2 separate regions of the Gossypium arboreum genome follow, and region 2 is linked to region 1. Evidence: chromatin contacts called from public Hi-C data. All regions are on one chromosome and are shown on one strand. Each heading gives the region's core, a stretch centred on a gene start, on an enhancer-like site or on the middle of the called end of the contact. The rest is flanking DNA. Distances are from core to core; before and after follow the strand shown.

The links. Hi-C and Micro-C count contacts between places; a contact is called where the count stands out from the background.
Region 2: a Hi-C map of leaf shows a contact between it and region 1, with 2.9 times the contacts expected there. The contact joins the promoter of LOC108483425 here to the promoter of LOC108463228 in region 1. A contact is called at or near these places in 2 of 5 Hi-C or Micro-C datasets (both in leaf).

What each region holds. Positions count from the first base shown.
Region 1 is chr1:100,927,199-100,933,950 of ASM2569848v2, reverse strand. LOC108463228 (auxin-induced protein 6B-like) reads right to left here and starts at 3,597. Exons shown (of 1, transcript XM_017763169.2): 1 at 2,519-3,597. The coding sequence starts at 3,431. The coding sequence ends at 2,979.
Region 2 is chr1:101,281,874-101,288,625 of ASM2569848v2, reverse strand. It overlaps LOC108483425 (filament-like plant protein 4), which reads right to left and starts at 4,043. Exons shown (of 6, transcript XM_017786811.2): 1 at 3,710-4,043; 2 at 2,269-2,415; 3 at 1,880-2,099; 4 at 1-1,778. The coding sequence starts at 2,394.

The DNA of each region.
Region 1 (6,752 bases), core at 2,348-4,847:
AGCCAATGCTATAGAGAGAATTTGCTATTTCTTATACGAGAATAAGATAAAGAACTATGAGTTTTTGAATAACATAAAATGAGGAATGGCTTCTGAGACAAATGGATTACGGATCTCAGCTCCTTCTGTATTTATGTCGAGTTTTTTTTCATGTTTTTGAATAACATAAAGAACTATGAGTTTTTGAATAACATAAAATCAAGGACTATGGTTTTTGAATAACAAAGGACCATGAGTTTTGATTTTTATTTCACATATGAAAAGAACTAATATTACTAAAATTTAGTAATTTTATGTAAAAATTGAAGGTTTTATTTCACTAAAAGATTGTTACAAATAATTAATTTATTAAAGAGTATACCTTATAATTAACTGTTGTTATCATGTTATTATAAGGGATAAAATAAAATATAAAAATATGTTTTCTATTAAAATTGACTATTAAAATAAAATGTTATTAGAGGATTATCATATCGTATGTTAAACTCATTTTTATATTAGCGATTGTGACCTAAGAGAACAGTGAGAGGCTAGATTAAAGCAAATATATTAGGCATTGAAATATTCTTAATAATAATTTTATATTAAAATTATTATTAAATATTATTAATAATTATATTAAGAATGTTATTAAATTATATATTATTTTATTAAATCGTATTTAATAATAATTATGTTAAAATATGATTAAATTATTTATTTTTATTTTTATTTTTATTTTATTAAAATATATTTAACAATAATCTTATTAAAATTTAATAACAATAATCATATACCTACAAAAATTACATTAACGATATTTTGGTCATTTAAGCATTTTTCCTTATACTATTACAACATCTATTCCATTCAACCAAACATAATAATTCTATTACACTCTATTCCATTCCATTCAACCAAACAATTGAATTACTGATTACAGCTCTATTCCATTACAACTCTATTCTATTATAGCTCTATTCAATTATAGACATATTCCATTACAGTGAACCAAACGTACCCTTAATCTTTTACCTACATAAAAAACAAAAAATTATATTAAAATAATAAAAATAACATGCCAATAAAAATATAACATAAACGATACAAAATAAATACGAATATTTTTATTATTATTTTAAAATGATAATAAGTAAAATGTATTGATTTAAAATATAATATATATAATAACACGCCAACATAATTATTGTTACTATATATATATATATATTTTCATAGAACTTCAAAAGAAATTTCATTATTAATATTTATAAAAACATAAAATAAAATTTAAAACATAAACTCTTATTCTCAATTATAAAATCTTAAAAATTAGAACATATAAACTAATTCCTAATTTATCTCATAAATTCCAAATTCCATATCAATGGTCTCATCTTTTACCTACATAAAAATAAAAAAATAATATTAAAATAATCAAAATAACATGCCAAATAAATTACATAAAAATAAATCTAATCAACCTAAAACACACATAACAAATAAATTACATAAAAAATAAAACATTCTTTGTACATAACATAAATAGGCTTTTTACTTCAATAAACATTAAAAATAAATTATGAATGAATGAAAATATTAAATAAATACAAACATACCTTAATAGTTCTTTTAATCAAATAATACCTTACAAAATAAAATTAAAAATTAAATCTGAATTAAATCAACAATAATAACAAAAAAAAAATTAACATTAACATTAATTTATAACAAAAAAAATTACCTTTTCTTAAACATCTAATCTTCCCAAACTCTCCTTCCCTTTTCTATTTTCTTTTTCATTCTCTTTCTCATTCCCTTCTCTATTCTCCTTTTTTTTTTTCTTTTTTCCTACCCTTCCCGTCCTCTCCTTCTTCTTCTCTTCTTTCCTTTTTCCTTTCTTTAAAAATTCTCTCTTCCTACCAAAAATGAGCATCAGAGACCATTATAAGGTCCCCAAACACACATATCAAACATATCCCCTGACACCACACATATCAAACACATCCCCTGACACTAGCCATGACCCGTCCCATCTCTCCCACCGCCTGACATCAGTGGTGCTGCCTCTGCCAGAGACATGACTTGGGTGCCGCCTCTTCCCTAGGCACGACCCGGTGTGCTGTCCCATCCATGACAGCAAATTGGGTTTTGGGTCTGATTTTTACCGTATACGACCCGTATTTGACTCAGTGTGCCGCCTATTAAGCTACCTCAACCATTTATTTTTATTTTTTATTTTCTGTTTTCATGCAAATTCTGTCAAAATAGGGGCACCACCCTCCAACCCTTTGAATGTACCATTTTAGTACATAATTTTTGAAATATATCATTTTAGTTTTTTTTAATATTATTTAGGTAAAAAAAACCTATTTATTTTTCTTATTTCACAAAAAAAAAAAAGTAAAAAAAGAAGCTAACGGCTGCCACATGATTGTAAAACAACAATTTGTAATTCATCGGCTAATATTAGTAAATTAAAATTCCATTTTTCAAAAAAAAATCGATAATAAAAACAAAAAAGAAATTTAAAATTAAATTAATAATGGAAATAATTGAATATATTGATGGAATTAATATCTGTACATTGTTGTCTTCACCAATCAATAAATCTGAGAATTTACACAAAATCACTTGTTCTTGTCTTGTTCTTGAGACTTGAGTTGAATAGTCTCAATGTCTCGATTCGGTAACTTTTTCCTTTGCTCCCATTCCGATTCGAACTCGGGACGACTCGGTGGGTAGCTCACCCACGTTTCTCTGCCATCTCCATTCATTTCCGGAGCCATCATTATTGACTCGGTTCATTTTGCCCCCAATTTCTTAAAAAATAAAAAATGAAAACCCCACTATGAATTAGTAACCAGCTTCTCAACTCGGCCAACTCACTTGCTTCAACAGCGTATAATGAATTGTTCACTCGAGCTAACTCAGAACTGAGTGAAAAAACCCGGGTAAGAATCAAAGCGGTTTCCTTTTTGTTCTCACTGTTTCCTGAATTACCAAATTGTTTTCTCAACGAACCCATGAAGTAACGGTCGAGATTCGGTCCACAAATCGAACTTACTCCTGATTCCTACGTGACAGTTTCCTTTAAAGTCCTCGATGCATGTGAACTTACCGGAGTGACCCGAATCCGAACGGGAAATAAATCGTATCACTTCTTCGAAAACGGTCTCGTCGCAGGGGATCGACAACGGGCCTTGATTAGTGAAGCCGTACTCTTCCTCGGCTTGGATAAGGAGTTTCTTAAAGACGGGGTGGTTCAGGTACGTCAACCGCACCACGAATCTCCTGCAACTCGTCCCCACATAGACCGCCACATGTCCCGCCGGCACATCGGACGGGATGCGACTGGCCGACAGGCGGGCCTTGTTTCTCCACCGCCGCAGCATTTGGCGAAGCCTCACAATGTGGCGGATTTTGCTGCATTTGCCAAGCCCCGGCGACATATTCCCGGCAAATTAGGAAATCAACGAGAGAAAAATGGAAGTGTCCGGGTATTTGAGGGGAAAGATTGGAGGTTGTGAATGGAATGATGGAATTTACGAGGGAGGATTTTATAAAAAGGAATGTAGAAGAATGCCCCTAAAGTTTGAGAAAACTACAAGGCTGTGTCTGTTGTGCTATTGGTGAGCAATTAAATAAAAGCTTTAAAATGTCTTTTGGCAATTGGAATACTATATTATTATCAGTAACTAAATCAACAATTTTAATCACCAACAATAAATACAAAATACAATCCATTTATATTTAAATGGTTTTATATTTTTGGTTGATGAAATTAATTAAAATCAATTCTATTTTTGTCATTCAAAATTAAATGATGATGTTGTCTTTTTTTTTCATTTTTATTTGTATAATAACATAATCAACCTTCAATACTTACACAATTTAATAAATTAATCATAATTCAACAAATTTAACTCTCCACCCAAACACATATTATAAAGACATTTCATAACTGAGTAAAAACAGTTAGTAACTTGATCATAGTAAAATGTATAATTTTCTTGGTTTGAAAACATCATTGCAATCAAAACAAATTCGACATACTGATGTTTTTGGTACAGGAATTCAACTTCATACAATTCCAACTTTGAATTCCCCATTTTAATTTAATTTAATAGAGGGTGGATATTGCTAATATATAATAAATAATATTTAATGTTGAAAACTCAGAAAAAAAACAAAAGGATGTAATGAAATAAATTGAAGCCTCGAGAAAGCCCACCATGGCTTTACAAGTGGTTGAGTCAATTGGAAGCTGCTTTTTTGTTTTCTAAATCATATAATAAAAAAACGAATTTGTATTCTCCGTATCTGACTTTGCTATCCATGTGCCAGGATACCCCATCTCTATTCTTTTTCTTTTTTTTTTTTTTAATTTCCTAAATATATCATTTATGGAAATTATTTCAACATATATAATTAACATGCACCCAACATTTCATCATATCAGTATACATTTAAATCATTTATATTTTATTTATATGTAAAAAATATTATAGAAGTCTTTATATTAAGAATTCAATTGTATTTTTTAATCAAAATTGAATAAATTAATTATTTTATATTAGATCAAAGAATAAATTACTCATCTACTAAAAATTTCATCTATTTTTATTATTAAAAATTAATTTCTATACATTAACATAAGATGCACATAACATTTCACGTTGCATTGATTGATTATTTTCTAAACCAGGCAAAACACGTACACTAAATTTGAAAACAAATAAACTCTCTCGCCTCCCATCTAGCCCAAGCTAACTCAAGTTTCTTGTGACTATGAGCATTGAAAATTTTAAAATAATAAAAAAATATTTAGAACATTATTATTGGAGGTTTTAAACTTTACAAACATTTATAAATGTTGTATAAAAATATATAATAATTTCGAAGTAGGAAATATTAAATCATATTTATAAAAAAGCAATCATTCATTTTCATATATTATTTATGAAAGGTGATTGGATTGATGGGTCCACGTGCATGTTTTGGGCAGGTAGAGTGCATCCCCCCAAGCGTCATAGTATTTGCACGTTAAGAAGTGAGAAACAACCCCACTTGCTAGGATTTAAGGATCATATCATTTATTTCGTTTTTATCGCAAATGTCCTTCCAATTTCAACATAATACATCCCCATATATAGATATTGTAAATATTAATCAAAAAGAAAATGGCAACACACATTAAAAAGCTGTAATAATACTTTCATTATTTTTTTTCCATATCACAAGTTTTTCTGCATAGAAAACAATAAAATTATGGCCAACGGAAGGAAAAAGGTGGAAAATTGAAGTAGTAGAAGTAAAAAAATTAAAAAGTCAAACAGTATAAATTGAAGTTTCTCTTTTATTTTATAAAAGTGTATAAAAAAATTTTAAAATCTCATTTCACCTACACTTTTTTATAGTTTCAAGCCTAACACTTACATGTCAATCACACACAATACTATGATACTAGGAGTTGATCCAACCCCTAACATTCCAACTTATAAGTATCATAGTGATGGGAGATACAGCCTAGCTAAACCCATATTTAGATAGTAGTAGAATCGACAACAACTTCAGACCCAATAACACTAATCCTATGTGATTTACTTCCCAACTCTATCATCTAAGTTCATTTCCCTACCCAAATCACTAAAATCAATATTGTTATCAAGACAAGCAACAACTACATTACCATAGCATTGTCTTGGTTGTTTTCCCTTGCACCCATAGCATTGTTTTCATTCCTTGCTATGCCATTGAAATCATCAGGAGAGTTTGAATTTAAAGAATTTAAACCCCCTTTGTTCTGATTTGGTCTTCTCATCCCTGGCCATCCTTCAACTATCGAATGATGGATCAAGTTCGATAGAAACATTATCAATACCATTACCATTATCATTATTAACATTTACCATCTCATTATCAACATTTTGCTCACCTGCTCCAAACTGAAACTTGTTTCTCTAGAACGAGTAGGAATTATCACTTGTACAACAGCATTTAGCCTAAGTTCCACATATGTTGACCTCGTAGGACCATGACTCCTTGTAGCCCATATCGTACCATTAAAATAGATCTAGTAGACATTAGACTCCATCTAAAAACCTAGTCGCAATATGATTTCTCCCATTTGTTCATTTAACTGTTCTTCCATTCCAATCAATGTGAATAACATTGCTTGCTATTTTCCCTAGCCTTGTTGCAATGAAAGGCCTCATATACTCCAAAGGGAGCCCCATATCTGCACTCATGTAAAGAGAACCATACTTGGATGAATATTTGGAGACCATTAGGTAATCATCAACAGGGCTCTTTCGATTACCCAAGCCCCCTCTCTATGTATAAACTGAAGATGTACAATGTTGTCGAATCGTAACACAAAAATACCCATCTTTAGAGGGTACAACCTCGGTCTCTTACTTGCTTATCTGCATGTGGAGATTTAACCAAAAATTTAATTCTAAAATCATGAATATAAGCAATCATATAGTGACTCCAATGTGTTATACTTAAAGCAAGGTCCTCCTGGTCGAAGTGCACCACCAATCCTTTCTCTCACTTGAACATTGTTTAGTTGATGGAGTTCCATCTCCAGGGCATGTTGAATATGGGATTCCTTGTCCAATCCTCATTACTCTCTGACCAGTTGCAATATTTTACAAGACTTGTAGGCATTTTTGGTTTAGTAGGATTTTTGAGACTGACAATGAGGGAGCTTGAAAAGGAGTAAGAATTGGTTATGAATTACGCGGGCGACGACTTGATGATTATTT
Region 2 (6,752 bases), core at 2,794-5,293, 350 kb before region 1:
AATAAAATCATCCAAGTTCACATTGCTGCATAAGACTTTATTGTAGGTGACAGAGAAATCATCAATTTTGTGGCTTAATCCATAGGCATCAGAAGATATGTTGTCAACTGCCCTTGCTTCTTTCCCCAGGGACATTACAAAGTCGTGAATCTGAGAAATCGCTGCAGCTAATTCTTGACTTATAGTTTGCAAAGTTTCTGTAGTCACCTTATCACCTGGAGGCACAGAAATGTCCTTCCCTTCAGTTAAGCTTCCATTTTCCAGATGACCCTGCCCATTGCATTTGCCTTCGGAGCCATCCACTTCCTCAGAGACACCATTGACAGAGTGATCGCTCAGAGTGTCCTGTGCATCCTGGATAGCACATTTGATGTCATCCAGAATTTTGTGCACATCAGCATCCTTGGACATTGATTCAAGCACCATAGAAAGCTTTGAATGAAGCTTCATAACAAGCAATTTGTCTGCATCAGATTCAGGATGGACTATAGACCCGTGATTTGCTGGTGGTGATAGATCATGCTGCTTTCCAGAATGGAGTTCCTTGCAAGAAGTCTCTGCTGAAGCATCAGCATTAACAGCTTCGGGTGATTTATTGTTTGTACAACCTGCATTAGTGATTGCACCATTTGCAGTTGAATCATTTGAAGAACACGCCAACTTCTCCATCTCAAGAAAGTCGTCCATAAGATGCAGGTGCTTCACATTTTCAGTTTTATTCAACTTTTCAATGCTCTTTTCCTTTTTGAATTGAGAGAGCTCGGAGATCATACCAGTTGCCCATGAGTCGGCACAACTTTTTTCATCATCAATTCCATCTTCAGACACAGAAGTCACACTTGGTGAATTGCTAGCTTTTGAGGGGCTTCTTTGCTGGTTGCTGATGGCAAGTTGTGCTTCTAAAGTTTGAAGCTTGCTAGATGTCTTAGCACACAGATTCCTAGAAGCCAGTAGTTCACTGTTACGCTTTGCCAAAGCTTCTTTCAGCATCTTTGTTTCTTCTTCCATTGCTAATAATCGTTCAGTGAGAAACTCATTCTCTTTATGGAATTTCTGTGCATTGTCAAGGGAAAAGTCAGTGACAGCAGGTGTGTGTGGAGTAGAAGGCCGGACGGGAGACCTTTTTAATCGAGTATCTCCATAATCCCGGCCTAAACTCTCAACCTCTAGCTTCATTTGGGCAAGTGCAGCAGGACCAGGCAACTTTTTCCTCACAAGACCACGCAGTCTTTGGCACTCTGCTTCTAGCTTTGCTATCTTTTTTACACCCTCCATATGCTGCTTGTTAGCTGCTTCTGCAGTTCTCATGCTCATGTTCCTTTCTTCATTGCGAATTTCGAGCTCTTTGGAAACTACATGAATCTCATATTTCAGTGAATTGATTTCCCTTTCACATGATTCGATGTTACCCTTCAAACACTCAATCTGGGTCTCAGCTTGAGATTTTTCTTCAGTAATCTTGACCAGCATGTTAGAACGTTCTTGCAAAGACCTAGAAATTGCATCATTTTCAGCCGCAGACTTACAGAGCTCTTGGTCTAAATAAGCTATCTTTGCTTCGAGCTCAAGCTTAATCTTTTCACATTGCTTGTTTTTGCTAACAGCCAAATCTTGCAACTTCTGCTCATGTTCTTCCTTCAGATTTCGGATTTGCCGCATGCACTCTTTAAGAGCACCATCCAAATGCGATGCCCTATCTTCAGCAGTGAGCTTCAAAAGGGTAACAGATTCCAGATGATTTTTCAAGGCCAAGGCCTCTGCTTCAGCCTTTTCCCAACCTACAGCAAATTCAACAGCAGAGAGTGAGAAAAAATTGGACCAAGTTTAGCTACAGGAACTTTACTCTTATATTAGACTGAACATTTGAGCATAGACTAACCCGAGACTGCTTCTTCTGCAACTTTAGTGTGCTGTTTCACCAGGTCTTCCTTGCCACTAATCTCTGAATTGGCAGCAGAGAGCTTTTCATTCAAGTGCTTAATCTCATTCTCCAATGTCTGGACTTGTTCCTCATATATTTTCACTTGATTCTCCAAACCAGTGAGATGTGAATATGATTCCATGGAAATTTGAACATACTTGGGTTTTTTGTAAGTATTCTGTTCAACACAAAATCATTATCTGATAAAACAGCTCAACAATTTAGATGATAAGCAGATATAAATCTCTGCTCCAGCTGAGATAATGTGCAAGGGCATAGAAATGTAGAATGTTGAGAAAATAAACACCAATTTTCCGATGTGGTTTAGTTACATAAACAAGATTTACCTGATCATTTTGAGATGCAGCTGAAGCTAAAGCAGCAGCGGCGGCATCTGCTTCGGCGGCGGCAGCAGCAGCATCTTTATCAGCTTTATCAGATGATTTTTTCTTCCAAGGCCAACGGCGGTCCATTACTTGAAACCCCTTTATAGCCTATGTCAAGAAGACCAAATAATTTGTCAAGAAAAATATATATACTGCAAAAGAAAAGGAAACTGAACATCACAGCCTCCCTCCAATCCAAAAATCATAGTATATGACTAAGGATACACGCTGCAGCCAACCTATTTAGGCCGTAATACTCTCAGATAAGTTTCTGACATTCTTTTTCTAATCGAAATGAAAACAATTTCAAACCAAGTTCAATTTTCTTAAACCGTATTCAAAGACTATAAACAGAAACATGTTCTATGATACCAAAAGCTAACTGCCTTACATATTTGGTATCGAAACCACTCAAGAGTTCAAATAAATCCTCCCAAAGATAATGCAAATCTTAGTAATTCACTGAGAAATAGAAAAAATTAAGAATGAGGATCATCAGGTTAGGTAGCATTTCTTTAACATTGCATGATGGAATAATGTTTTGGTGGATATTCACCAAACTATTAATAGTCACCAAGAATCCTAAGAAGAAAGTTTAATATTTTTATTAGAATTTACTTTGACCAAATCAAATTATTAGACAGCTGTCAGAAATCAAGGTGCTCTTCTCTTTTATACTACATTTTCCCAGCTACCAAACAGAGCATCATGTGAGGGGGTAAAAAAAGGTTTCCAAGGTTGAGAAATTACAAAGCAGATTGTACTACTAGAATGAAGAAGCAGCAGGAGTTTGGTATTTGTGGTAATTTGGGACTGAAAATAACGTGAAAGAAAAAGACAAGCCATCAATTTAGAACTGAAAAGGGAAGAAGAAGAAAAAAAAAGGCACCGTGTGACATCCATTCATTATCGTACAACATAAATATAAACGCCATGGTTTTAGATAGAAACAAGTAAGATCGTCAGTGTTTCAAAGTGTTGTGAATCGAATCAGAGCAAAACCAAGTTCATCAATGACTTCAGTTGAAATGCAAAAAGAAGATCTAATCAAAAAGCAAAAGATCTTAGAATCAAAAGCTCGCTTCATATCAGGCAAAACAAGAAATTGAATCCTCACCGACAAAAAAAAAAAAGCATCTCAAATGAAACATTTTAGTCTGCATAAAACCTGACATCTATTTGTCTTGCAATTAAAAGAAACCAGAAAGAAACAAAAACTAAGGGCAGAGGGAAAAACATAAGTTTTCCATTTTTACTCACTACACACTACAACTGTGCTTTCACCATCAACCTTTATGCTTAAACCAAACAAACAAGCAAATGAAAAGTTAAAAAAAAAAAAAAGAAAGAACGAAAGAAAGAAGCATTTTAGAACTCGCATTATTTCATAAACTTGACTTACCTTGAGAATCAGAAATGAAAGTTTGTACAGTATAAACAAAAGAGTGTTGTTTGAGATTTAAAGTTAAGATCCAAATTTGTGGGTTTTTTGGTTATTGGTTTCAGTGTTTTGAGGAAGTGAAAGAAGTGGTGGCAATGGCGGAGGAGGAGGGAGTGGGACCGTGGTGGTGGCGTTGGGGCAATAAAGCAAAAGTTACAAAACCAGTTCGGCTTTGAGATTATTAATAGTTTTCTGCAAATAAAAATTAAAGGCCACTGTTTTTTGTTTTTGTTCATTAATTACAGGCCAGTGTTAGTTACATATACACGTACGTATACACACATATATATATATATATATATGGTAAATTCCCTCAACTCATATTAGATTTTAGGACTTTCCATCTATAAACCTTTTATTTTTAATCGTATTTATATCTTAAATTCTCATTTAAGGTTTATATTTAATATATTCATAGCCTACATAATGGCATTATCTTATTTATTCTTAAACATATGATAAAAATATGAACCACTATTTTATGTATATTGTTTTAGATAATTTGAGCACTAAATATTTTTATTCTCTAATTTTATAAAAAAGTCATTTTAGTTTTCAATTAAATTTTAAAATTTATATTATTTATCAAATCATTTCAAAATAATTAAAAATTTTAACATTTGTTAACTTTACTCACTATACACATGGCAACCCACATGCATGTTATCTTAATAATTAACATGTACGCCAAGAATTAATTATTTTTTAATTTTTAAATTTTAAATAATTAATTAATTGTAGGCATGGCATCTATGTTACAACCTATATATATATCACATCAATAAAATTAACAAATATTAATTTTTTCATCTATTTTTGAATAGTTTAACAAACAACGTAAATTTAAAGATTAAAAAAATAAAAATTTAAATAAAAATTAAAATAACCTTATTTATAAAATTGGAAGACCAAATGAATTATTATGTTAAAAAATTAAAATGAGAAATGAATTTTGGCAATTCATTGTTATACCTTTTTCATGTTATAGTTATTTTATATATTAATATAATTTTAATAAGTTTGTAATTTATATTAATAATTTAAATATATTATGTTTTTAAATCAAATTTAATACATTTTGTCATAGCTATATACTCACTGTGGTAGAGCAACTGCTGGGCTGTAAACGATATTTTGGAAAGCTATGTTTCTATGTGCGATTTTGGCGTACTGTAAATGTTACGACTTAGGACCGCCGTCACTACTCGTTACAGCTAATGAGGATTTGTTTTAATCAAATATTGCCTGCCTACCATGCTCCGTCGCTGCATCTATTGCCATGTGTAACCGCATCTCCACCATTGAAATTGCTTCAGTCCGTTGGTATTCGGGACATGTAATTTAATGTTAGTGATTTTCGACCCCAATTGCAGGATTTTGTTGTCTACTGAATTTGGTTTTATCCTGCTCTCTAATCTTTGCTTTACATCCAACACTAATTTCTGTTTTGCTAGATTAAATTACTTCCTCAGTCATGCTAAATAGAAGTTCATTAAATAGTAATAGAATGTTGATTGCGTATTTCTTAATAGAATGTTAATGTGCATTTCTTATTTTAGTTCTTTTAAATTAGAGTGGTTCTCATTTTCGTCATTTTAAAATTAGGATAAATTATCTGTTAAATATTTTAAATAGACATTGTTATTATTTTAGACACTAAAAAATACATTAGTCTTCCATTATTATTTTAAGGGTGGAGTGACAAATTTGATCAAATTTCTTTTTGGCTATGATCAAATTAACAAAAAAAATTAAGAGTGGACCAAAATAAGAACGACCATTACCTTAATTAGGTGACATTGCAACCATACTCACCTTTGCCTGCCAAGCAACTTGCCATGAAAACCCCTTGCAATGACTCCAACACCAACTTGTTTAGTCTTTAGATCTAATAAACCATCAACATTTATCTTAACCCAACCTTGCTCTGGTTTTTGCTAATTAACCTCATCATTACATTGATTTTCATTCAGGTTAGAAGACATCCCATTATACCCAATCTCTAGGATCTCCATAGCTACCACTTCTTTCTTGCAAATAGTCCTCTTAGCATTTATTCTAGCCCCTTGCATCATCATCTCACAACGCATCTTCCATATCATCCACTAGGTAAGGATTATTCTAATTTTCAACTCTTCATCCCTAATGGACTTCATTATTTCTACAAACTAGCAAACAACATCGTCCACATCTCCTTTGTTAATTCTAAGTCCACTGTAAGCCTCAAACCATACACCCCTCACCCAATCACAGCCAAAAACAAGTGCTCCAAAGTTTCCATTTCTTAATAGAATGTACTACAAAAATGGGATCTAAATTTAACTCTCTTCCACAAATTGAAACTACTAGAAATAGCATCAATACAGACCCTTTAGAGAAATACTTTTATCTTACTAAGCATCTTCAGATTCCATATAAAGTTCCAAATAGACTTATTAATAACATATGATGATGAAGGCCTCAAAGTGTTGTTTCCCTCAGCTTCTTTCTTGATTATCTTGTAACCAGATTTGATAGAGTAGCAACCTGAAGCATTATGTGGCCATATCAGTCTATCTATACCATTTAGATCCCCTAGGAATATTAAGAATTACTTCATTCTCCTCTCCTAAAAGCCAATGTTCAATAGATGACAAGTTCCAAGTGCCCTTCTCTTTGTAGATAATCGCAGTCACTTTGCTTACTAAATCTTCTTTTAGAATGCCCGGATGATGGTTCTATCACCCCTTATTCCTCTAACCCATCTATCTCTCCAAATTCCAATAGTTTCTCCATTCATCACCTCTCATAAACATTAGCTCCTTGAGAACTCATGAACCTTCCACCAAGCTACTCCATGTCCAAGATGCTCTAGATCCTTTCTCTGCCTCCATGATAGATTTGTGGGGAAAGTATTAACCTTTCAAGACCTTAACCCATAAAGATCTTGGTTCAGCAATCATCATCCATCTTTGTTTAGCCAACATTGCTAGGTTAAAAGCTTCAAAGTCCTTGAACCCCATTC